2 separate regions of the Ovis aries genome follow, and region 2 is linked to region 1. The links are chromatin contacts, called in public Hi-C maps. All regions are on one chromosome and are shown on one strand. Each heading gives the region's core, a stretch centred on a gene start, on an enhancer-like site or on the middle of the called end of the contact. The rest is flanking DNA. Distances are from core to core; before and after follow the strand shown.

Region 1 (4,450 bases), core at 706-3,205:
AACTGTTTACACCAACTTTTCTGAAACTCCTGTTTTCCCCACAAACTCTAAACACCATGTGCTTCTGATATGAAATGAAAAAGAAATTTTACAAGCACATCTTATATCAAGATGCAAACACAAGGTAAGTATCATTTGTGATGGTAAAGTGCCAAAGGACAAAAGAAAAACATGAAACATTCTGTTTTGTTAGAGAACTATCATGTCAATTACATCTGGTATGCAGCAGCTCATGATATGAAAGCCAAAGTTCCTTCCAGCTACAAAAAGAAAGTTTAAAAAGGAAAGGAAAAAAAGAAGAAGAAAGAAAGAAAAAGGAATAACAGGAAAGACTGGAGAGAGGGTTATACAAGATAATTCTACAATGACAATACTCTCTTACAAGAACAACAGTAAAAGGTCAGATCTTCCCCCAAAGCGGTGGTTTACATTTCACTGTTTATCTAATTAATGAAATTCAACTGCAAACAATTTTTCTTCCCCTTGCCAAAACCCACTGTTAGGTGAGTTAGGAAGTACACTCAGGAAGTACCACTACACTATGTGAGCTCTTCCTTTGGATTGTAATACATTTTTAAGTTTTATGCATTCAGCAGCAGCTGCCCTGAAATGATGAAGTTTAAAGGTATTAACAACAAATCCGAAATGTCTGGATTTCCCTAAGAAAATGTCAATTTCTTCCCCAAGAAACGTTCTTCAATTCTCATTCTTTGGAGTAAATATGGGCTAGAAGGGTGAAGTCAAGTTGCTGAGAATCATACTCCCAAACACTTCCTTGAAGGGCCCCTTAAATATATGCCATCAAGATGGTCCCGATGAGTCCACAGCTAAGGTAAACCGTGGTCACACCAGTCACAAATGCCCTGCATGCTAACAGCTCTGCAGCAAGTCAGACGTCTACAGTTCCAGGTCTTCAGCTGGCTCCTGACAGGTCCACCAGAAAACGTGTATCGACCCTTCCAACAACTAAACGCAATAAAGATAGAGGGCCTCGGTGATTCTAGCCAAAAGAGCCGGGGGCAGGGAGTGAAGTTAACTTTGTTAGCCTTCGAATATCAGGGATTCCAGACCCCAGAGCTCCAGATCCCCGGTGCCCAGAGGACGCGCACACCAGAGGAGGAGCCAGAAGGGCCGAGCCGACGACCCGCGACCTCCCCCAGCTCTTCCACCAACTCTTCAGTGTGACCTTGAATACCTCAACTTGTGCGTCTCCATCCCCAGATCCGCCCAATCGGAGCCAGAGCCCGACCGCCCCGGGCTGTCGGAGAGGTCCAGGCGTCCCGGCCCGCGCCCACCCGGCCCGCCCGGCGCCCACCTGCACGCTGGGGAAGGCGGTCTTGAGCAGGTAGAACATCTTGCGGTTGGACAACACGTCCCCACTGGTCATCTTGTCGTCCGCCCCTTCGCGCGTCTTCCCCTTGGACTTCTCGTGGAGGACGTTGCTCTCGCGTACGCGCCGCACCTCCTCGCCGCCGCGCACCGCCGCCAGCACCGACACGGCCAGCATCTCGCGCAGGTCCACCGTGCCCCCGTCGGCCGAGGCCGCGGGCCCCGCCGCCCCGCCGCCCGGCTCGCCGCCCAGGCCGAAGAGGCTGAAGCGGCCGGCCAGGAAGCCCGAGTAGAGGTGGTAGAGCACGCCGAGCCCCAGCAGGCAGAACACGGCCACCCCCAGCGGGGACAGGCGGATGCCCATAGGCGCCATGGCGGGAGGCCGGGCGCTCGGGGCGGTGGCCCTCACAGGCCTCCCCGCGCTCCCGAACCGGGCGCCGCGCGGTCTATACCGGCGCCAGCTCCCCGGAGCCCGCGCGCCCCATCGCTCCCTCCCGGGAAAGACCGAGCCGCGTGGAGAAACCCCCCGCGGCCGTTCCGAGGGCCCGACTCCCCCGGGACAGCTCACTCCCCTCTGCTTAGCCGGCCGGCGGGTCTAGCTTCCACGTTAGCCAACGGCCGCGAGGTGAAAGGGGAGCGTGGGTGTGTATCCGGGTTACGCGAGGTGGGGGGCGGGGGCGCGGGGCGGGGCGAGTCAGGCTCCTCCCTCGGGGGGCGGGGTGGCCGGCCGGGTGACTGGGAGGCGCTGGACCGCTCCGCCTGCGTTGCTCTGGTCCGTCGGCGGTGTTGGGTTTTCAAATCTGCGGGGATGTGGCGGAATTACTGCCCAAGCACAGAAGGATGCCGAGTGCCTTGTGGAAATTCAAATTAAATCTCTCCTTGAACGACACTGTATGGCCGAAATAGAGTCCTAGGGACAGTCTAAACTTCCCTGATTATTGAGGAAAAGGGGACACAACGAGGCGTTTAAAGTCTATGCCTTTTTCGTCGACGCGTGTGCAGACAGAGCCTGTAGCTTTAAATCGCCTCTCGGCGCTCTTACTGACAGAGCTGGGATTGGGCGGGAATTAGAGTAAGTTTATTTGACTTTATTCTGTTGGCACCCCTGTCTGAACGCATATGCATTTGTATTTGTCTGTATGTATAGATTTTCCCCTGTACCTTCACCTGCCAGAATGAGCCATCCTCTGTGCAAGTGAAGAACTTACCTTGGTTCTGGGCTTTCACTGTGTGAGAATACACTCCCGGCTTCCCTCATTGCCAAGTCCACTTTACCCACACCTTCCTCCCAAAGGCTGAGAGGGGAGAGAAATTGCCTGCGAGACTCCACTTGATGTAAAGATTGTCCCAGGACGGTCAGTCTATAATATGTAATCTTTGAATCAATGTAAGCCCTTTATATGTACTTACAGAAGCGTTTAAAAGGAGTGACTGCCTTCTGCTATGCTAGAGGTTTTAGCCATAAAAACAAGTGTTCACTAAATTTAAATAAGTATTATAATAAGCGTTAATGTTTATCTTCCATCCTAACAGTGAACATTAACGTCAGCAGTATTACTATAAATGTTAGAATATTTATTTAAAATCAACTTAAAATGTAGCCGGTTTTACTGTTTATAGCCAAAACTCATTGGGTTTAAATGAGCTTGAATATTAACGACCTTAAAAACCGCAGGTATACAGGATGAATTATGAACATCAGTTGCTGGGCAAGTCATTAGAGACAGGCAGACTTTTTCACTTCCTTAGAGTTTAGGGTATCTATAGAATTTGCATGTGGTTAACGCAGATACAATAAAGGAAGACCATAGATTGGTTTCCTTGCTTAAAAATAATCACAGCACAAAATAAGGTACAAATACAAATCAGTGTAGTAACAGCCCCTGGAGTGCTGACAGCACGAAATCTCAAGGAACTGGCACTGTCCTGGTCAGCTTTGGAGAGCAACTTCACAATTAAGCAAAGCTGCTTTCCAAAGAAATCTGAAAGGGAAGGTCACAGGGTAAATATGGTTACCAAATCCAGGGATAAATACAAAGACTAGGCTTGAAGTGAAGGCTTAATTAACTTCAACAGAACCATCCCATGAGATCAGCAAAAGATAGGAGTTGGCCGTAGTTATGAAATATTAAAAGCATTGTGGTAAAGTCTGGCTGAGGTTTGTAAAAATAATCAGCAGTATATTCCAAGGATATTGGAAAGCAATATTGGGCTATGCTCACTGGCATTATACAAAGCCTCAGTGAGACACAGAGAGAGTTACTAAAAGCTCTGAGGCATTTATACTGCAGGAAGGGTGTTTAAGAATTGAGACAGAAGATGCCAAGGCACTTGCACAGAATGAGACTATGTTTAAAGATCATAGTTCCAAGTGTTCTAGTATTCAGGTGACAATCTATAACAGCTAATAGGTATTGATAAACGGTAGCATGTAATCATTAAGAGAAACTATGACAAGAAGAGCAATTTAACTAGTTATGATGTTTGGGACAGTGATGTTGTCTTGGAACCTTCATAGGGATTTGATTAAAAGAAACTTGCATTTTCAGTTAACAAGTTGCTAGAAGCTTTGTTGTTGTTTTAGTCACTCAGTTGTGTTGACTCTTTGCAACCCCATGGACAGTAGCCTATCAGGCTTCTCTGTCCATAGGATTTCCCACGAAAGAATACTGGAGTGGGTTGCCATGCCCTCTTCCAAGGGATCTTCCCAATCCAGAGATCGAATCCATGTCTCCTGTGTAGGTTCTTTATCACTGAGTCACCAGGGAAGCCTGCTGGAAGCGTCTTTGAAGCATATAATCTTCACATATGAAAATTATATGAAAGTAAATATAAAATGATAGGTTTTTGAATTGAGGTGAACTGATCTTTCAAAAATAATCTTCTATAGGGGTTAAAAATGATGAGGACTGCCTAATGTTTCTTCTGTATAAGTGTTAATAGCAATGAGAATTGACAAATAGCAGAAACTTCTTTGACCACCTTCCATGTAACTGGCTTGCTTGACCCTGCTCTCTATTCTCCTTGTGCCCAAACCTAGTAAGGGTATGTATTCTTGGGGTACCTGCTCCTTTTCACTCCCTCTAGTAAAACTTTATATACATCATGCGCTTTGTTTATT
Region 2 (4,450 bases), core at 1,226-3,725, 700 kb after region 1:
GTTCAATATGTTTTTGACAAATACACACACATGTATGTAACTATCACTACCAATAAAGATATAAAACATTTTCATCACCACAAATAGTTCCCACATATCCTTTGTCGGTCAAATTCCCCAAGTTTATCATTTCCCAAAGAGTTGGCCCCAAGCAATTTACTGCCAGCTTTCCATCAGTAAAGATAAGTTTTCCCTGCTCTAGAATCTCATACACATTGAACTAGACAATATTTACTTTTTTGCATCTGACTTCTTTTACTCAAGATCATGGCTTTGAGATTCAGTTATGGTGTGTGAATCAGTAATTTCTTCCTTTTTACTGTTGAGTAGTAGTCTGTGCTATGAAATTTCTCAAAATGTTATTCGTTCATTTGTTGATGGACATTTGGATAGTTTCCAGTTTGGAGCTATTATGAGTAAAGCTTCTATGAATATTTAGATACAAATATTTTCATCAACATATGTTTTCATTCCTCTTGGGTCAATACTTGGGAGGGTCAATGCTGGGTCTTAAGATAAGTGAATACTTAACTTTAGAAGAAACTATTTTCCAAAGTAGCTGCACCATTCTCCATTTCACCAGCATTGTAGGAGAGTTCCAGGCAGAAAGCCAGGACAAACATAGCTCATCTCGCTTGTTTCCCTTCTCTGGCACAGCACAGATCTGTACTGCCTGTAGTTCGGTGTCTGAAAATAATCGTTTCATTTATTTTGTCTAGTGTTTTCATTGTTGGGAGGGGAAGGCAAATCCAGTATCAGGAACACTGTCATGGCCAGAGACAAAGTCCACATGGGGAGCATCTTAAAAAATATGCCTGACTGGGCTCCCATACTAACTAAATCTGAGTTCCTGCATTGCGAATGGGAGGGGAATTCTCTGTGCATGAGCCTTGAGAATCATTGGCCCAGTGCATAATATTTGATCTTTTCACTAAGGCGAGACCCCTCAGCACCTGTCCTGCATCTCCAGACTAGATGGCAATCACATGCTCCAACCCCAACCATCTTTTATCATTTCTCCTAAGGTTCAGCCATGTGGTATTTTACCAGCATGAACATGGTATTTCAAACCCATGTCTTTCCCTGTGGTCCTTTTAGGTTCAAAGTTTATCAGGAGCACTTATCCTTCAAGACTGGGGCAAAATGCCATTGGCTTTATGGGATATAAGGAAGATCCAGGGATTTCTAGGGCAGAATGTTGTACTAATTGAAAAAGACGGTTGTACTTATTGGACAAGATGTTGGACGAGATGGTTGGATGGCATCACCGACTCAACGGACATGAGTTTGAGCAAACTCCTGGAGACAGTCAAGGACAGGGAAGCCTGGCATACTGCAGTCCGTGGGGTTGCAGAGTGCGACACGACAGAGCGGCTGAACAACAAATATTGTACTAAAAAGAACATTGGGATAACCAACAAATGCAAGGCTTATCCGCTACCACCATTCACAACAGGGTGAATTTAGTGGTTACTTGTCATCAGTTTTCCTCGGGTATAACACGGAATAACAATACTCACCTAGAGCAGTAGACAAGAGAACACAAAGAACGCACCCAGCACGGTGTACGCAGCAGGTGCGAACAGAATATTTCGCTTCACACCCATATTCCACTCCTAACATTTCCTGCAAAGTTTCACTGCAAATGGCATTTACTCTGTTTATATCTCTTTTCCTCCGCTAGACTGTGAGGTTTATAATGACCAGGACTACTTCCTTTTCACTTTTGTGTCTGGGGTCATAGAAAAAACCTGTGATAAGACAGGAGTTTGAACAAATAACAGATGAATAAAGAGAATTTAGGAGTCTCTAGCTGTAATCGCCGGAGAAGGCAATGGCACCCCCTTCCAGTACTCTTGCCTGGAAAATCCCATGGGCGGAGGAGCCTGGTGGGCTGCAGTCCATGGGGTCGCGAAGAGTCGGACAAGACTGAGTGACTTGAGTTTCACTTTTCACTTTCATGCACTGGAGAAGGAAATGGCAACCCACTCGTGTTCTTGCCCGGAGAATCCCAGGGACGGGGGAGCCTGGTTGGCTGCGGTCTATGGGGTCGCACAGAGTCGGACACGACTGACGCGACTTAGCAGCAGCAGCAGCAGCTCAATCGCAAAGAGAGTTTACGGGGTTCTTTCTCAACAACACTTCACGCTTTGGGGACGACGCGCCACCCAATCCTTGGCAGGGAAACGAGAGAATATGACCGAGATTGGAAAAGTAAGGTGGCACTTTCCATCAGATGAACTCTCCAGAAGTCATTGCCACCACTGGGTAAAGAAATCCGCAAGTCCGTGCTGCCCTTCTCAGAAGGGAAAACTCTGAGCCAACTTCCTTTAAGGAAAGGAGCAGTACCGGACAGGTGGGCGGGTGCCGGAAGAGGGGCGCGCGGGGGGGCGGGGGAGGCGGGGGCTCACAGGGACCGCCCCGCCCCGCCGTTGCCAGGCAACCGGCCCCGGAAGTCGCGGGAGGCGCGTCGGCGGCGGCGCCGGGAGCGGTGAAAGATGGCGGAGGGCGGCGGCGGAGAGGCGGGCGAGGAGGCGCCGAGGGCGGCGGGGCCGCGGCCCCCAAGCGCGCGGGACTTGCAGGTGCGGCGGGCGGTGCGGCTGGGGAATGTGTGGGGCCGTTCCGGTCGCGGTCGAGCTTCCTCAGACCCGCCCGGGGACCGAACTCGGACTCCGTGGGTCTCCCCCGGGCAGCACGCCGGGCAGGGGCGTCGGGAGAAACGAGTGTCGGCGCCCCGCGCTCTCAGGTGTCCCGGCGGCGTTTCCCCTCCACCCCTCTTGCCGTTTAAGAAGCATCTGTTGATTCCGAATGGCTTCTTTGAAGGGTCAGTTGAATGCTTCACTGGTTGACGCTCCGGTCAGACTTCTGCAGAAGGAAACTCTGAGGTGGCCGTGGGGAAGTCGAGTCACAGGGAAGCCGGTTTGGTCTTGTTTCTCTCGGATGCTGTTTCTGGCTTATTTAAATGTAACGGTTTGGTCTTGTTTCTCTCGGATGCTGTTTCTGGCTTATTTAAATGTAAAAATGGTTCCTTTTTAATCAGAGATTTTCCCTTTCAAAGTGAACTAAAAAGGTATTTCATCCTACGGCTCGCACCCTGGTCGGCTCGCACCCTGGTCGTAACTGCTATAGGGTAGAAAACATTGCATCTAAGAAACGGGGATGTAAAACTTTGTAATGTTACAGGACATTGACATTAATGGCCTCGATACCAGCGCCCCGAGTCTTGCTCTGCCAGGTGCTTCAGGCTACTCATTTCAGGGTGTTTTTTTTAACTGTCCCTTTGTAAGATGATTGATAAAATTCAAACAGTAAAGATCTCTGTGTGCTCAGTCGCGGTTTGCGACCCCATGGACTGTAGCCCGCCAGGCTCCTCTGTCCATGGGATTCTCCAGGCAAGAATACTGGAGTGGATTGCCATTTCCTTCTCCAGGGGATCTTCCCAACCCAGGGATCGAACCACCATCTCCTTCATTGGCAAGTGGATTTTTTTACCACTGAGCCACCTGGGAAACCCCAGATGCCTATGGGGACTATAATTAAACATGAATGTCACTCCATCTACAAGGCTTGGTAGAAAAGGTCTATTATAATTCTTTATTGTCACACCTTCATTCTGCTTCTTTAAACGAATGTATGTTGACCACCTGCCCTGTAATATACTACTAAGCTCTGGGAATGCAGAGATAAATAGTACATCAAATCCACAGTTGGTGCTGGAACACCGTGGAAGGGCCTAGAAGCGTGAAAGGCATTTCTACCCATTGTTTACCTAAATAAGATACACATGTATTTAACCTAACACTTTAAAGATGGAGGATGATTGAGTGCCAGGATAAGCAGTGCATACAGTGATGAATTTGGAGAATGGAGTAATCAGTGTCAGCTTAGGAAACGAACTCAGTGTATTGATAAAACATTTGCAGTATTTATGACTCAATTTAGTAGTGGTAAACAGAATCCAGGAGTAGGAAGGTTTCATCTCCCTGATCTTGTCTATTGAAGGCCAGCATCACTAAGACGCAGCATGTGCCCTTGGGGGAAAATGGTGTTCCTGGTCAGAACAACTTCAGCTTGCTTCTTGACCTTGGTGCTTAGTAGTTACCTGAGTGTAGGAGAAATGTCCTAACCTCTCGGATCCTGTGTCTTTATTCATAAACTCAGGATTGTTGATCACAGGTGTCAAGGATGAAATAAAGGAATGTCTATAAAGTGCCTCTTCAGTCCAGTATTACCCTGGCTCAGACTTGCTTACTAAATACTTGGTTCTTTTTCCCTTAAAGGAGAAAAATACTGTAACTTTCACTGGTTAGTCCATCTAATGCTATTAAGTTAAAACTATGTGACCTAATATCCTTTGTCTAATTTAAATCTATTTCTTCTTATGTGAAAAATGAGAATAGCTTGGTTAATGATCACCTCATACTTGTCAAATTTAGACTGAGTCCACTGG

The links. Hi-C and Micro-C count contacts between places; a contact is called where the count stands out from the background.
Region 2: a contact with region 1 is called in a Hi-C map of liver, with 6 times the contacts expected there. The contact joins the promoter of UBXN2B here to the promoter of BPNT2 in region 1. A contact is called at or near these places in 2 of 16 Hi-C or Micro-C datasets (liver and tail adipose tissue).

What each region holds. Positions count from the first base shown.
Region 1 is chr9:36,890,969-36,895,418 of ARS-UI_Ramb_v3.0, forward strand. It overlaps BPNT2 (3'(2'), 5'-bisphosphate nucleotidase 2), which reads right to left and starts at 1,956. Exons shown (of 5, transcript XM_004011964.5): 1 at 1,316-1,956. The coding sequence starts at 1,702.
Region 2 is chr9:37,585,490-37,589,939 of ARS-UI_Ramb_v3.0, forward strand. UBXN2B (UBX domain protein 2B) reads left to right here and starts at 2,476. Exons shown (of 7, transcript XM_042254234.1): 1 at 2,476-2,582. The coding sequence starts at 2,499.